Regions from separate parts of the Hordeum vulgare genome. Here region 1 is linked to region 2. Evidence: chromatin contacts called from public Hi-C data. All regions are on one chromosome and are shown on one strand. The core of a region is the stretch at or near the end of the contact, and the rest is flanking DNA. Distances in the headings are between cores, read along the strand shown. Region 1 holds the start of LOC123424905 (condensin complex subunit 1). Region 2 holds the start of LOC123424901 (protein HIGH CHLOROPHYLL FLUORESCENCE PHENOTYPE 173, chloroplastic).

What was found. A called contact is a pair of places that touch in the nucleus more often than the background predicts.
Region 1: a Hi-C map of seedling shows a contact between it and region 2, with 3 times the contacts expected there. The contact joins the promoter of LOC123424905 here to the promoter of LOC123424901 in region 2. A contact is called at or near these places in 1 of 6 Hi-C or Micro-C datasets (seedling) and 1 of 1 datasets of contacts at active chromatin or transcription factors (embryo).

What each region holds. Positions count from the first base shown.
Region 1 is chr2H:55,894,063-55,897,610 of MorexV3_pseudomolecules_assembly, forward strand. It overlaps LOC123424905 (condensin complex subunit 1), which reads left to right and starts at 1,642. Exons shown (of 17, transcript XM_045108597.1): 1 at 1,642-1,877. The coding sequence starts at 1,730.
Region 2 is chr2H:55,617,642-55,621,364 of MorexV3_pseudomolecules_assembly, forward strand. It overlaps LOC123424901 (protein HIGH CHLOROPHYLL FLUORESCENCE PHENOTYPE 173, chloroplastic), which reads right to left and starts at 1,652. Exons shown (of 17, transcript XM_045108593.1): 1 at 1,423-1,652; 2 at 840-1,046; 3 at 584-745; 4 at 378-428. The coding sequence starts at 1,635. TRNAQ-CUG (a tRNA gene) reads right to left here and starts at 1,215; the gene lies at 1,144-1,215.

The DNA.
Region 1 (3,548 bases), core at 392-2,891, 280 kb after region 2:
ACAAACATAGAAAAAATTGTTTTGGCCTTGACTCTTTAACATCCAAAAATCTATGTTTATTTAGGTGAATTTTACCACTAAAAAGGGTAAATTTACAAGCATAGCTTGGATTCTCCTTTTAATTTGAACTCCAAAGCACCCATATACAAATTTCTAGGTTATAAATCTTGATCCACTTAACCAAATCAAGAAAACAAGAAAAATGGGATGTTTAACAGGAAGTTATCTACCCGTTTCATGTTGTAATCAAAAAGTGGTTATGTGTGAAAATAGACTAGTTCTTGGGAAACAAAAATCTGCTAAAATTTGCCAAAACAAATCTACCAACCATTGAAAGTACTTGTATAACAACATGGTGATACCTCAAGAACCATTAATCCAAACTGAGCAAATTGGGTTCGATGGAAATGGAATCCATAAACATTATAAATTTTCTTCTCGTGTCATCTCAAATTTAATAAAAATAGTGCAGTTTCCAAAACACTAATCCAATCCAATGATTGAATTATCAAAATCAACGCTCAACATCAGACTTCAATTAACATAAAATAATACTAGGAACTAGGGACTACCAGAAAGGTTACCTCTGAACGGTAGGTCATGGATTTAAAAATCAATAGATATACAATTTCTAATCCATTGTAAGCAGCACTCGTCCGCTCTTAGCGCTTGTTCCTAGCTGTTGCCGCGCATGTAGGTGATGACGCGAGGTGAAAGCACGATGTGAGACGATGATCATGCGATGTCAAGGGTGTTTGATGTGATGCGAAATTCATCCGTCCATCGTGTGCCTACGTCTTGCATGAAACTGGTACATGCTCTTTGACCTGATTTGATGATTTGATTGATCACCCATTTCTTTTCAAGAGATCGTACGTGCATCAAGTCTTACATAATCCAATAACCCACATGGACCAACATAGATTATTTGTACGTACACACAATAGGCCTCAAGCCTTGCTATAACATGAGTCTTTTTTTTTTTAAGAGGAGCCTGGGCTGCTTGCCGTACGTCCTGAGAGCCCTCCTGGAATTTGGGGGCATGGGGCGATCGTCCCCTGTGCCGGCCTTCGGGATATGGTTGAAGACACATGATGGGTGTTGATGCCAGCTTGATCCTGTCCACGCGGATGAAATCTGCACGTTATCAGCTGGTTGAAATCAAGTGTTTTCTCATCTTTTTCACTTCAATCTAGAATTTCAATCTAAGATGTGTCTTCATCTTTTTTCTTCCTCTCGCATATAAGGATACAATTTCATGCAGAATTCTCATGGAGCATCCAAATAACTAGTTTGTACAATTTGTACGTTAGCAACACACGAGATCGTAACATATAATCATTCGCAGAAAAAAAAGAGGCGTAACATATATTTTTATTTTCAATGCATTTTTCTATCGTGCTTTCCCAAAGTGTGAATTTATTATTGAACCATCAAAGCTGGCAGGACCAGTGCAAACTCGGCACTGCCCTTGGGGCCCACGCGTAAGAGAGCGGGCACCAGAAAATTGAGAAAGTCGATCCGACCTCCAGCACAGGCGGGCGGTGGCACCCAGCTAGTGACATGTGGGCCCCCAACCCGACGACCCCCTCACCAAAATTTCACGCCTCCCCGCTCCCCGATTTCGAAATCCTCTTCCCCCCACCCCCTTCCCATTCCCAGCCCGAAGCCAAAACCAAACCCTCCGCGCCTCCGCCTCCGCCTCTCCCCCGTTCCCCACGCCGGCGAGATGGCCCCGCCCTTCGTGTTCCCCTCGACCCTGCGGGATCTGGAGCGCGACGACGACGGAGACGACGAGGGCGAGCCGTCGCTCCGGCCGCACGCCCCCATCGCCGTCACCGCCCTCCGCGCCGCCGACCTCGACGAGTTCGTCAAAGGTACCTGCCCGCTCCAGCCCCCCGCTTCCCCAAATCCTCCGTAGAATACAGCCCATCGGCCCGAGCTTTGCCGGCATCGAGCGTTCCGTAGGTCCGCGGGGGTGCGGCCGCGCTGCCCGATCTGCCTCGAGAGCTCGAGGTTGCAAACCCTAGTTCCCGTAGATTTAGTGTCCAGGGCCCTACCACTCGAGTCTCAGCAAGCGTTCGCAACAGGGTTTTGCGAGCTTTGATGGTTGCATAAATTCGAAAGCCATCTTAGAAATTAATTGTAATAAAACACAGTTAACCGAGCGCTCAAATCCTCAGAGATAAGAGTTCCTGACCGTTGTTTGACATTTCCGGGAATAAAGCTTAACTCGAAATGAGTTATGATGGCCGTCCATCTTAGGACCTGAGTGTCTGGTTGGGATATGGCCCGCGTTCTCCTTCTGAGCTATAACCCGTTTTAGGCTGGTCCTATGCTTCTCCTGATTCTCGAACATTTTGTGTTTGCTCGATTTTCTGGAAGCTGATAGTCTTATGTGCTGCTTTTGGAATGTGCAACATAGTGAAGTAAAGTTATGCTAGTTCAAGCACTGTAGTGTACCTAAGTAATCTTGCTTTTCATTTCTAGAAGGGATCTCCAGTCCTAATGGCTGATACCCGTTAACTTGATTTCAACTTACCCACCACAGTCGCAGGAGTTAGTATTTTCTTTTCTTCCCCTCAAGTTTCAAGTGACCAGATAACTTTGTGTGTTGCTGGTATGGGTTGATTAATATCAAATGGAGGCATCGTTATGAAATGTAGTATTAATTGTTACGACCAGAAATTCCCTAAATGACTTAAACAATGAATTGGTTGCATCCACCCCCAAATTCCTGATGCTTTTTTGATTTTCATCTCCGTTGTTCTCCATGGTTTTTTGGGCTTCCAGATTGGCAAGCCCTGCTTGAGTTGATTTTATTGCTGGTGTTCCTTAAAGAGTACTATCACATTTAAGTTCTTAAGTCATTTTTTGACTCAATCCTTGCTCACATGGACAGAAAACTAGTCCGCACTTAAAATTCTAAGAACGTGTCCTGACCATTTGTGAAAAGTCACTTATCTTTCCAAACCAACACCACCTGTTTTTTAAAAGTCGTCTTGTCATACAAAAGGTTGCCAACTTGCATGTGCTTTAACTGTTTTTTTTATAAGCTAGTTCACATATAGTTTTGTGTGAATCACCCAGGGTTTATTTTGCAAAATACTGGTTACCTTATGTAGTGGAACACTGGAAGTATTGTCCCTTCTTTTTTGAAGGAAACATAATGGAAAATGCCGTGCTGGAAACTATATTTAAAAGGTGAAAATATACAAGAAAAAAGGACAAAAATAATAATGAGATGGTTTTTTCAGGTTCATATGATCACAACTGAAACAGTGTGTCTAATGTTGAAGTAAACTTACTCTATTAGCAAGAGCTTCCAGTACAGCCAGTTAGCTTTCTTTTCCTCGGAGATGTTTTCAGAATTTATTTATCATACTAACAATCAAATGAGCATGTCAACTACTGAGCAAACATTTGCACTACTATTTAAACTCTTTAGATTATTTTACTTTGTCCAATATGAATGTAGTTATTTATTTTGTCAACATGTGTGTGCATCTATTTTTTTCAATATTATTAACTAACGCTTTCTTTTGGTT
Region 2 (3,723 bases), core at 402-2,901:
TCCATTCTGGATATATGCATCAACTTCAAGCTTCATTATCAACAGTTAACAGCTTTTCAGCCCCACGAAAAGAACTAACAGTTTTTTAACATGTGACAATGAGGTATATTGTCATTACTAAATAGTACTCCCTCCGTCCTGAATTAGTTGTCTCAGATTTGTAACGTGTCTAGATACATCCATATCTAGGCAAATCTAAGACAACTAATTTGGGACGGAGGTAATATTATGTAATGTCATTGAACACTGCCGGTCGTCATTATCTGTGATGGTTCATATTGTTGCTTGATCTCTCTGAACTAACCGTCTAATCATAACTGATAGAAATATTCCACACCGAAACACGGCACATAATCTAACTAAAATAAGTGACATACCAAGTCCACATCTGGCCCCAACATTGTCCTCGCCTTCTCTGCATTTCTAACCTGAATGAAAAATGAAATAAATATTTGAGAGACGGAGCTCTAAGGAAAGCGAGAAAATGAAATGGAACAGGGAGCAACACACTCCCTGATGGAATCAAATGGCAAAATAGATATTGTAGTTCACAAAACAGAAAGTAGGTGGAAATGTGGAATACCAATACTCGGACAGGCACCCCCTTCTTCCGCAGGACATCGACGACTCTCCGTCCGACACCGCCGGTGGCTCCAGTGACAAGCACCACATCAGAAGTCTCTGCTTTCTTCGGCGCCTCAGTGGGAGCAGAGGCTGTGATGCTGCTCATTATGGACTCCACAATCTAAAACCAAACAAATGCATAAGCACAAGCCCAGCTCAGAGACACTGCAGTATTATTAACAAAAGAGGGGGAAATGTCAAGTTAGTGGCAAGACCTTGAGAGGATTCGGAGGCCCGTTGAAGAAAAATAGAGTCTTGGCGAACCTGCCGATATCCCAAGACTGCTTTCCGGCCAAGGCGATTACAGCTCTCCTCGACAACCGCGATGATGTTGGGCTGTAGATCAGCTGAGAGGATTGCCTTGAACCGAGGAAATGCGCCTTCTGGGTTGTTCTTGTGGAGCAACCAGCAGCGAATTCCCCCTGATATTGACCGAAAAAAAATGACTAACACGTTACAGTGATGTAACTTGTACCGGTAGTAAGCATTGACTGCATTACTGAGCTGAGCAAAAAAATAAGGTCCCACCGAGACTTGAACTCGGGTTACTGGATTCAGAGTCCAATGTCCTAACCGCTAGACCATGGGACCTTTGGTGCACAATAACTCCTAGAAGAGCTAAAAATTACTATTTCATTTGAAGCGGTGATAAAAGATTTGCCGGATCTCAGGGACTAGGAAGAATTGATTTTTCTACCATCTACAAGAACAGGAAGAGGTTCCAGAGGGGAAAACCTGGCCGACTTTTGTAGAGCTTGTGCGGGTTAGGAGATGAGGAGGGAAGGAGAGTTGACTCACCCGAGGGCTGGCGAGGACCGGAGGAGAGACGCCGCAGCAGGAGGAGGAGGAGGAGGGGCAGTTCATCTTCAGTTCTTGGACGGACGGCGCGGCGAGGGAATGGAGCCGGGCAGCCGGTGCTTTATCGCACGCACGGCGTCGGCGATGGCGATTCCGATGGTACTGGAGGCAGGGGTTGGACCGGGAGAGACCCCCGCGGCCACACAAAATCATGTGGTCTGGTGAGCCCACGTGGCTCGGCCTGCAGCCTACGAGTAGCTCGCCCGTTTCCGACCCGAGCCAGCCGTCTTGATCAGTGCCACGAGCCGCTGTGCGAGCCTCGGGCTGAGCTGGCGCGCTGCAGTGCTCGTCTATTCGAGGAGTAGCCTTTTTCTGTTTTTTGTTTTTGTTCTTTGACTTTCTTTCTTTTTGCGAATGTTTGCTTTCACTTTTGAAGTCAAAATTAAACCTGTGCTGTGAATATGCAGAATTTCATGTTACTAATAAAAAATTGGAACAGGTAGCTCTACATATTGCTAAAAATGGTTATTGTAATGCAAAACGGTCATATTTGAAACGAAAAGCGTAGAATGAAACAAATATTGCATCAGAAAATATTGGACAGCATTTCCTTTCACTTTTGGACAGAAAAACGAGAACACATCCAAAGCAATATAAAAAATATCCAAAATGAGAAAATATCCAAATTTCATATAAAAAATGACAACATATCTTTTTTAGGCCGGGCAATCGGACGCGTGGCCAAGCCGTGAGGACGAAATCCGTTTCATCTCTAGACAATCTAATTGTAGGAGTCATCTCGCAGTGTTTCATCTCTAGACAATCTAATTGTAGGAGTCATCTCGCAGTGGCCATCCTCGTAGGCGGAGCTTGAGCATAATCCAAGAGGGGGCCATTAGCTAAAGGGAAGAAAATTAATAAAGAACGAGGCGGAAGGAGGGGCTAATCTCTTGTTTAAACACTAGTTATGCCTAAAATAAAGCATAGTCTTCAATGAATGCAAAAAATTAAGGGGTGGCCACGGCCCCTGTTGGTCTACACGAAACTTCGCCACTGCTCATACTCTCGTAGTCCACGCACTACGAAACCGGGGACAAGGCAGTCCGGCATTAGGCCAAGCAACCTTGGATGAAACGATTTTGTACAGTGCACAATCGGGCGACCCCGGATGAAATCATATCGTCCAGCACGAGGCCGAGAGGCCCTGGATGAAAAACAACGCTTTATCGATAGTCTGACGAATTATGTTGTGCTAGCAGCAAACAGGTTGCACACATGGACAGTCTCGAAAGGAAATCTCGGATATCTAGATGTATAAAGAATATTGACGAGTGTATTTTGCATCATGTTTTACTTAGTGTTTTTGCTAGTAGATGCAGTTTTTTATATTTTATTATGATCGCTTGTTTGTTAGTGTTTGTTTTCATTAGGATCCCTGGAACCAGGAGACTTAAAGCATTATGAAAAATATCTATATTGGGTGGAGCATGTGTTGATTGATCGTCATAAAAATCTTTCTTACAAAGAGACGCACACAAGAAACAACGTTGCATTTGGCTCTTCAAGAAAGAAGACGACGCGTGGTACGAGTGTGCTTGCTCGTATCAACGGTCATACCACCTGTTGTTGCATTCTCTCCGTCAACTACTTCGACATTGTGCAATCAAATCTCAATACGATGAGCAGCGGTAGAGCTGGGCACCGGGCACCCAGGGCCGAGACCCGGGCATGGAAAATTTTACACGCTAAAATTGTATAGGATTTTCTGCAGACCCGGGATGCAGTCCAAAGAAAGAAAGAAGGCCCAAAGCCTTGCAGCGTTGTTTTACTAGAAACAGATGCATGCTCGAGGCAACCAACCACACAATCTAACTCATACGCACGGGCAATCGTGTGCACGAGCACGAGGAAGAGGAGATGCAACTCTCGTGCGGCGGCTGCCCAGTTCATCTCCAGACTCCAGCGCTCGCGCTGCCGTCCTCCATGGTCTCGCCTCCGCCCCCGACTGCCCCCACCGCCCCCTACTATCGTGCTCCCGGCCGTCGCCCTCCTATCCGGCGCACCACCCCTTGTTGGCTGCTTTGCTGTCGGCTGGTGAACCTTGCATTTTTATTGATGCTTTCCTTCCCCCTCCCCCTATGCATTGTTGGAATTATGCCCTAGAGGCAATGATAAATGAAGTTATTATTATAATTCCTGTATCAAGATAATAGTTTATTATCCATGCTATAATTGTATTGAACGAAGACTCGTTTACACGTGTGGATACATAGACAAAACACCGTCCCTAGCATGCCTCTA